2 separate regions of the Cyprinus carpio genome follow, and region 2 is linked to region 1. Evidence: chromatin contacts called from public Hi-C data. All regions are on one chromosome and are shown on one strand. Each heading gives the region's core, a stretch centred on a gene start, on an enhancer-like site or on the middle of the called end of the contact. The rest is flanking DNA. Distances are from core to core; before and after follow the strand shown. Region 1 has its middle 34 kb from the start of LOC122146368. Region 2 holds the start of LOC109104546 (nuclear factor interleukin-3-regulated protein-like).

Region 1 (3,387 bases), core at 283-2,782:
TGTAGCACAAGGGGGCAGACGAACAGAAGAAACAGCTTCGTGACCTTCTGACAGCCCGCTGTTCTGGTAGATGGGCTCCAGATCTGTTGAGGGCCGGTAACACAATAGATGGGGTTTCAATGTTTGACTTAAGTAATAAGTAATACTAGATGATTGATTTATTACGATGGCCATGAATTTTTTTTGTGTTTTTTGAATTGTTATTTAGTTTTTTAGATTTGCATTTGCGTTTGCAATTTGTTATTTTGTTTTCATAATTGTAATCTGTATTGCACCTCACGGCCACCGTAATTTGTGGCAAGATTCCCTTTAAACTCCTGTTAATAGTCGGTGAAGTGAATAGGCATTCCTCCTTTAATATCAATACATGTCTTTTACGTTTCACGTTCTCACAATATTTTTTAAAAGTTAATATAGGCAAATATGTTTCTATAAATGTTAAAACAAAACGTTCTTAATGTATATAGGACATTCCCATATCTTTATCAATATTTGATGGTCTCATAATGTTGAGAGCGAACATTCTTAGAAAAACACGTTCTCATGATGTTATTTTTACTTGAACAATCTCAGAACGTTCTCAGAACAAAATTCTCAGAATGTCCTTAGGAATTATTTATTTATATATTTATTTTGTACCATGATGAACGCCTAAGAAATGTTTTTTTGTAACCTTTAAATAACGTTCTAATTACGACAAGAACATTTTAAAATTCTAAAAATAAATATTTAAATAACAGTATATTATGGGTGAAAATAAAGTTAGTAGAGCGTTGTAACACATTTTCAGCTAATGTTAGAATCACAAGAGGAAAACTGGACATTTCAATGTTTTAGAAACAATTAAAAACAATGTTGTTATAACCTAAATGTGTTACCTGTGTGCAATCACACTGTGAGCATTTGTTTCCCGCCCACCCTGAATGTTTTTTAATTACTGTATATTCCAATGATACTCTGCCTGATCAAATTTTAGTACACTTTGTACCATCACAATCAACTTATTAAATGGGCCAGTGTTATGAAACCAGTAGCTGTATTTGTATAACATCCTTACTAGAAGTCCTAGTCGCTATATCAGGACAAAATGCAACTATTTGATGGCGAGTGAACGGCACAGCAGCTGCTGCAAGCCATAAGAGTGTGAGAATCTGTCAGTGACACAGAAGCGAGGGTATGGGTGCATGAATGAACCTCATGGCCTCTCGTGGCTGTATAAACAGGCCTTCAATAGGGCTCCACGTGAACGAGCAGATACTGGATTAGGTGTCGGCGCTTGGAAGTCGGCCAGAGGGTCACCATTCGATTCCAGCTGCATTCAGCACAATAGGTGACTAATGTGATGGCTCAATCTTACATCAGAGCGGCCAGAGCTCAGCCATCGACCCACAGCTAAAATTAGGCCAGCAGCTGCAGGCACAAAAACAACTCAAACTTTCAACCTGGGTATGTGTAGCTCAGAATGTGAGTTTAATGTGAACGGGTTTGTGAACTGCTTCACACATGTACCTGAGTATGAGCTATCTCTGTGAAACCTATACACCTAAACACTTTTGCTCTGATAAATAGGTACTTCTCTTGAATTGCCATTGTGAAGAATCAATAAGACAATTATGCTTCCTATAATCTTCCAGAGAGAAGTGATCTGTTCAGACGTTATTCTATATAATTTGAGATGGATGATACTTTTACCCAATGCAGTTATACTGGACATTTTTACCAGCATGAATCAAACACACAACATTGCTGCACTCTTTCATGCTGTACGGAAACAGACTATCTCTAAAGATTAATCAAGGCAAATAGCATCAAATTGTCACATTGAGAGCTAAATTATTCAAGATTTCAGAGATGATTGAACACTGAAGACTAAGTATGCCAGATTTCACAATATAAGAGTTTCCAACAAGCTTGGATTTCCATGATTTCCAAACCTTAGCACATTTTCTTAGCAATTAGCTCCTTGCTTTATTACCTTGTTTTGCTCTGATTAAAGTTTACTTTGGCAAATAAGAGGATATTACAGATCATCACACATGTGATGAAGTTTCCAAAGGTTGCTATGATGACACTCACATATGTTATTTTATTCATGTAGGTAGTATCTTTGTGCAGCAGTAAACATGTTTATTTCTTTGAACGCCCAGAATAGGTTAGCAGAAATATTGAACGTGCACTTGTATTGCCCCCTCCTCGTTTAGAGCTGTGTGGCGATGATAAATGCTGTTTGCGTCATTTGGCTCAGTCAGAGTCCACTCCCACTCCTCGCTTCTGCGTACGGTTGCTGAGCAACACATCTTCACTGAGATCCGTTGCATGTGCACATAAAGTTAAACTGAATAGCTTTTCTCTTCAGATGACATCACTGCAATCATTAACCGTTTCTCTGAGCAGAAAAACAAAGCATCATCAATACTGAAGAAAATTGTGGGACAAAGGTTTTGAGTTAACGACAAAAATACATTTTAATAAAAAAATATTCTGTAAATATATATTGCATCTATCTATCTATATATCTATCTGTCTATCTATCTATCTATCTATCTATCTATCTACAACAACCCCAATTCTAGAAAATTTGGGACATTTTGTAAAATGCAATAAAATCAAGAATCTGTGATTTGTTAATTCTTTTTAACTTTTATTCAGTTGACAAAAGTACAAAGAAAAGATTTCCAAAGTTTTCACTGACCAACTTAAATGTATTTTGTACATGTAAACTAATTTTGATTTTGATGGCTGTAACACATGCCAAAAAAAATTGGGACAGAGGCAAAATAAAAGTGAAAGGTTATAGAATATCCAAGTTAAACTGTTTTAGAAACAGTTCACAGTAAGCAGGTGATTACTGTAATAGGAGAGGGGATCGTGTCCGGGTATAAAAGAAGCATCTCATTTTTTTGCAAGCAAAGCTGGATCATGGCTCATCATTCTGTGCCAAATTTCATGAGAAGTTTCAAATGAATCAAAAATACAATTTTACAATGTAAAATCACAAAGAATTCACAAACTACCATGTATAATATTGTGAAAAGATTCAGGGAATCCAGAGAAATCTCAGTCTGTGTAGGACAAGACAGGAAACCTCAATTGAATGTGTGTGACCTTTGACCCCTCAGATGTGTCGCTTGAGAAACCGTCATGCTGCGGTGTGAAATATAGCCACATGGGCTCAGGAGTACTTCAGAAAACCACTGTCACTTAACACAGTCTGCTGCTGCTTCAATAAATGCATCCTGAATCTCTGTTACTCTGTTACATATCAGTTCTGTGCAGCGATGCCGCAGGGTTCTCTGGCCAGAGCTCATCTCAGATCGTCAGAAGGACAGTGGAAATGTGTGCTGTGCTCAGATGAGTCCACATTTCAACTTCACTCCAGTAAAAATA
Region 2 (3,559 bases), core at 117-2,616, 44 kb after region 1:
TATGCTCATAAACTCAAGTTTTCCGTAGTAACTTCGATCTCAACACTATGAACAGATTGTAAACACAGACAGCTCCAGTACAGGCGCAGACTGCCGCGCAGAACAAAGGAACGCGAGCAGCCAGCTTCATCACACGTGGCTGAACCGAGACGAATCAACCGATGAAAGCGCGCTCGGAAAATACAGTATTCGCAACTAGACTAACATGAAAAGGCTTGTTTTCTTTCAGCTATAGTGAACATTAATTCAGAAAGTCTAACAGAGATTGCATTTAGAGTGAGCGTTGTGGTTTGGGGATTCAACCATGGCTGCGTCTCCAAGGAATAATAAAAAGATGGCTATAATAAAGTTACACTTTACACTTAAATCGGGTTTTAAATGGGGTATAAAACAGTACTACCTCCAATGCAAATGCGCGCGCGCGCACACACACACATCATACCCTTGCTGTGTTGTTATTTGACAGGCCTTTAATGCATTCACCCCATCCCGACACAGACACTCAGGACAGTCTGATCGGTGCGCGTGAAACATTCACCTTAGCGATATATTAAAGATAAATATCAGTTATCGCTGGGCATTAGACAACAGCTCGTTACAAGTGCCGCTGCGGTCTTGTCAGAAGTGTCCCAGCTTCCGTAATTGTGCAAGGACTGTAAGATGATCAGTGTTACACAATAAACGCACACAAGCGTTCGGGGATAAACTGAATATTATGTACGATTTATTAACATTTAGCCTATTATTAGAGCAAATGCATGTCACAAATTTCAATACGAATGTAAAACGTAAAATTCACAAATCTATGTAGGCTAATATATTTCAATATTTAAATTAAACTGCATAAGGTCTAAATGTATTATGTATTGACCCGAGAGCCTGATACACCCAGCCAGATGAATATAGCCACCCCGTCTCCCAGTGCCCATATTATAATGTTATTTTCACAAATATCATAATGTGCGGCACTGCATAAGAATTTATAATCCATAAGCGTTTAGGTTAAACACGAAAATATGTCTGCGCTGATATAATGCTGAACACAGACCACGCTGAAAGTTGCCTTACTGTATTAATCTGTTATACCGGCTACCGGTTGAAACACCCCAAACGAGCCCTAACGTTATCCGTTCATGTAACGTTATGCTTCACGGTAAAAGAAGAAAGCAGTTACCTCTTAAGCAAAGGTCCAAATATATAGAGGTCCGGGATAAATAACGTGCATGAAACCATTCAAAGCGACCAGAAGTGTTTCATCAGCAGTAATAACATCCCATCTGAAAATGATACTTGTGTTCCTCCTGCGCGTTTTCCTGCCGGAGTCAGTGCTGCTGCCTCATGGATCTGTGTTAGTAGGTCACTACAGAAGAGTACTGGCAGCGTGCATTGACCGGCACATCTCTCGACCAATCAAAATACAGCATCTTCCGATTTGAGCCAATAAAACACATCTCATTAATAGCAGTCTGTCTCACATGAGCAATAACGACTCGGTAAGTATGAACAGTAATATACATAATGGGGAGTCCGAAGTACAGTTGAGGAAAACCTCGTCGGCTACCTTTAAAAAGTTTATTTTTTATTTTAAAAATGCTGACACTGAAACTTTCTAAATCTAGAAACTTTCAGAATATCTTGAAATGTCTTCATGTCAAACATTACATGAATATATATTTAACAATGACTGTACAGTGTTTTATTATTATTATTGATGTTGCATGTAGAAGAAGAACTGGTATTATTATAATAACTGTCGTAATCTTGATATAGAAATGAAAAAACCCTAAGTATATAGCGATTATTATAACTATTACCCGTCTAATTTTAATTACTTCAGATATGAATGAAAAATATGTTATCAAAATATCAACAGACACATCTCATTTTTCAGAGAAATGAAGCCACTTGGTATTCAAAGAAATAGGGAGAGGTTTGCAGCAGAATGGCTTACATAAATGGTGTTATGCATTATTACCTCGTTTAAAGGACACGAGCACACTAATATTAAATCAGTTCCAATTTGTGATTCTCTCTTGTGAACTCAATGACCGCGGTATGCTTTTTTCCAAAACTAAAACTAGTTTGATATATATGTGTGTGTGTGTGTGTGTGTGTATTATGAAATCGTCAGCATAAGTCACATGTAATTTATGGTTGTCTAATGGTCATGATATAACAGGTGTGGATGTGATGTAACCTAAAACTAAAGGAGTTGCACAACGTGGCGCTCAAGATGACCTACATTAAATAAGAAGTGTGCGGGTGCGCCACCCTGTGGAAAAGAAACCGGTTTCAAGTGCACAGTCAGAAACAATGTTCTGATAAAATACAGCCTACACTTAACATAAGCTTATACCAGTAAGAAAATACACCGACTTTTCCCTCATAACATTTATATGCATTTTGAAATTAAGATGCATGATGTTCAGAGTCGAGAAGAAAGTACTCATTTGTGCAGAAACAATACCTTTATTTAGGAGGTATTACAACTAAAGATTCACAGTGCAATGTAAGTGATTTAGCAATTAAACAAATGCAATAAAATGACAATCTTTCTGTGACAGCCAGTAACACCTCTGTAACGATGATATAAACGCATGGTCTGTCTCGCGTGGTTTCCATTACGATGAAAAGCTCGCGGATGCAAACCTTGCGTTTCCACCTTTGTAGCGCAGTTTGTGTGGAAGCAGAACCGGCTGCGTGGTCGCTTGTCGTTGGCGTGTTAGTTCTGCCGCGTTTGCTGGCATTTCGCCTTCATGCGCGGCTCCGATCGGTCCAGGCTGCCGCGCGCAATCCTGTGCCATCTCAGAAGACGATGCTTTGTAACAGCGGGGAACACGCGACAGGTTAACCAAAGTGTTTCTGTAGTCCGGCAGCCCGTGCATAGTTTGAGCAGAGTCATTTCCATTCGCAAAACTTCTATTCCTCTGATAAGCTCCGCGGGTGCATGCGCTCCCAAGACTGTACCTGCCCATTGGATGATAACTATCCAATAAATTGATGCGCGGGGGTTTCGTAGTATTAGTAGCGACAGCGTTTTTCAGCATAGGGTATGATACCAAATCGAAAACCGAGCTAAAATGATTTGTTTGAGGACATACTGATCCGCAGCAATCAGAAAATGGGCAATGAGACAGACTGCGCAATGGTAACACAGTTGTAGGAACGGGTAAACTGCGCGGATGACCGCCATTTGGCAGTCCGAGAGGGAACCCAAAAGCAGCATGCATCGGGTTACTTTGAGCAGCGCTGTGATGATGAACTGTAGAGAGCACAGCCTTTAATTTGTCATTCTCTCGTTGAAGCTCGACGGCGCGCGACTCCAAGAGATGCTCCTCCATCCTCTTGCGCTGGCGAGACCTTTTCGCAGCTTCGTTATTACGAGTCCGCTTGAGCCAGTAATTACCGTCTTTCTGCTCATCAGGCGTAAACTGTCTTTTCCGTCGCGTCCCGCTGTTTGCACGGAGGCTTGGCACCGCGTGAAACTGGCACGCGCTCCGTACACTGCTGACGCGCGCCAGTTCATCCTGCGCGGAGCAGCAAGCACCTGTTGACATCT

Evidence for each region. Hi-C and Micro-C count contacts between places; a contact is called where the count stands out from the background.
Region 2: a Hi-C map of skeletal muscle shows a contact between it and region 1, with 6 times the contacts expected there. The contact joins the promoter of LOC109104546 here to the enhancer-like site in region 1. A contact is called at or near these places in 5 of 8 Hi-C or Micro-C datasets (liver and skeletal muscle).

What each region holds. Positions count from the first base shown.
Region 1 is chrA10:310,214-313,600 of ASM1834038v1, forward strand. No RefSeq gene overlaps it. Among protein-coding and RNA genes, the nearest start is that of LOC122146368, 34 kb to the right of the region's middle. Within about 2 kb of position 1,533, at least 1 of the 8 cell types and tissues checked has an H3K27ac peak or open chromatin away from gene starts, as enhancers often do. A contact at or near this core is called in skeletal muscle, where this site is marked.
Region 2 is chrA10:354,684-358,242 of ASM1834038v1, forward strand. It overlaps LOC109104546 (nuclear factor interleukin-3-regulated protein-like), which reads right to left and starts at 1,367. Exons shown (of 2, transcript XM_042764582.1): 1 at 1,175-1,367. It overlaps LOC109089516 (tyrosine-protein kinase transmembrane receptor ROR2-like), which reads right to left. Exons shown (of 9, transcript XM_042764581.1): 9 at 2,450-3,559.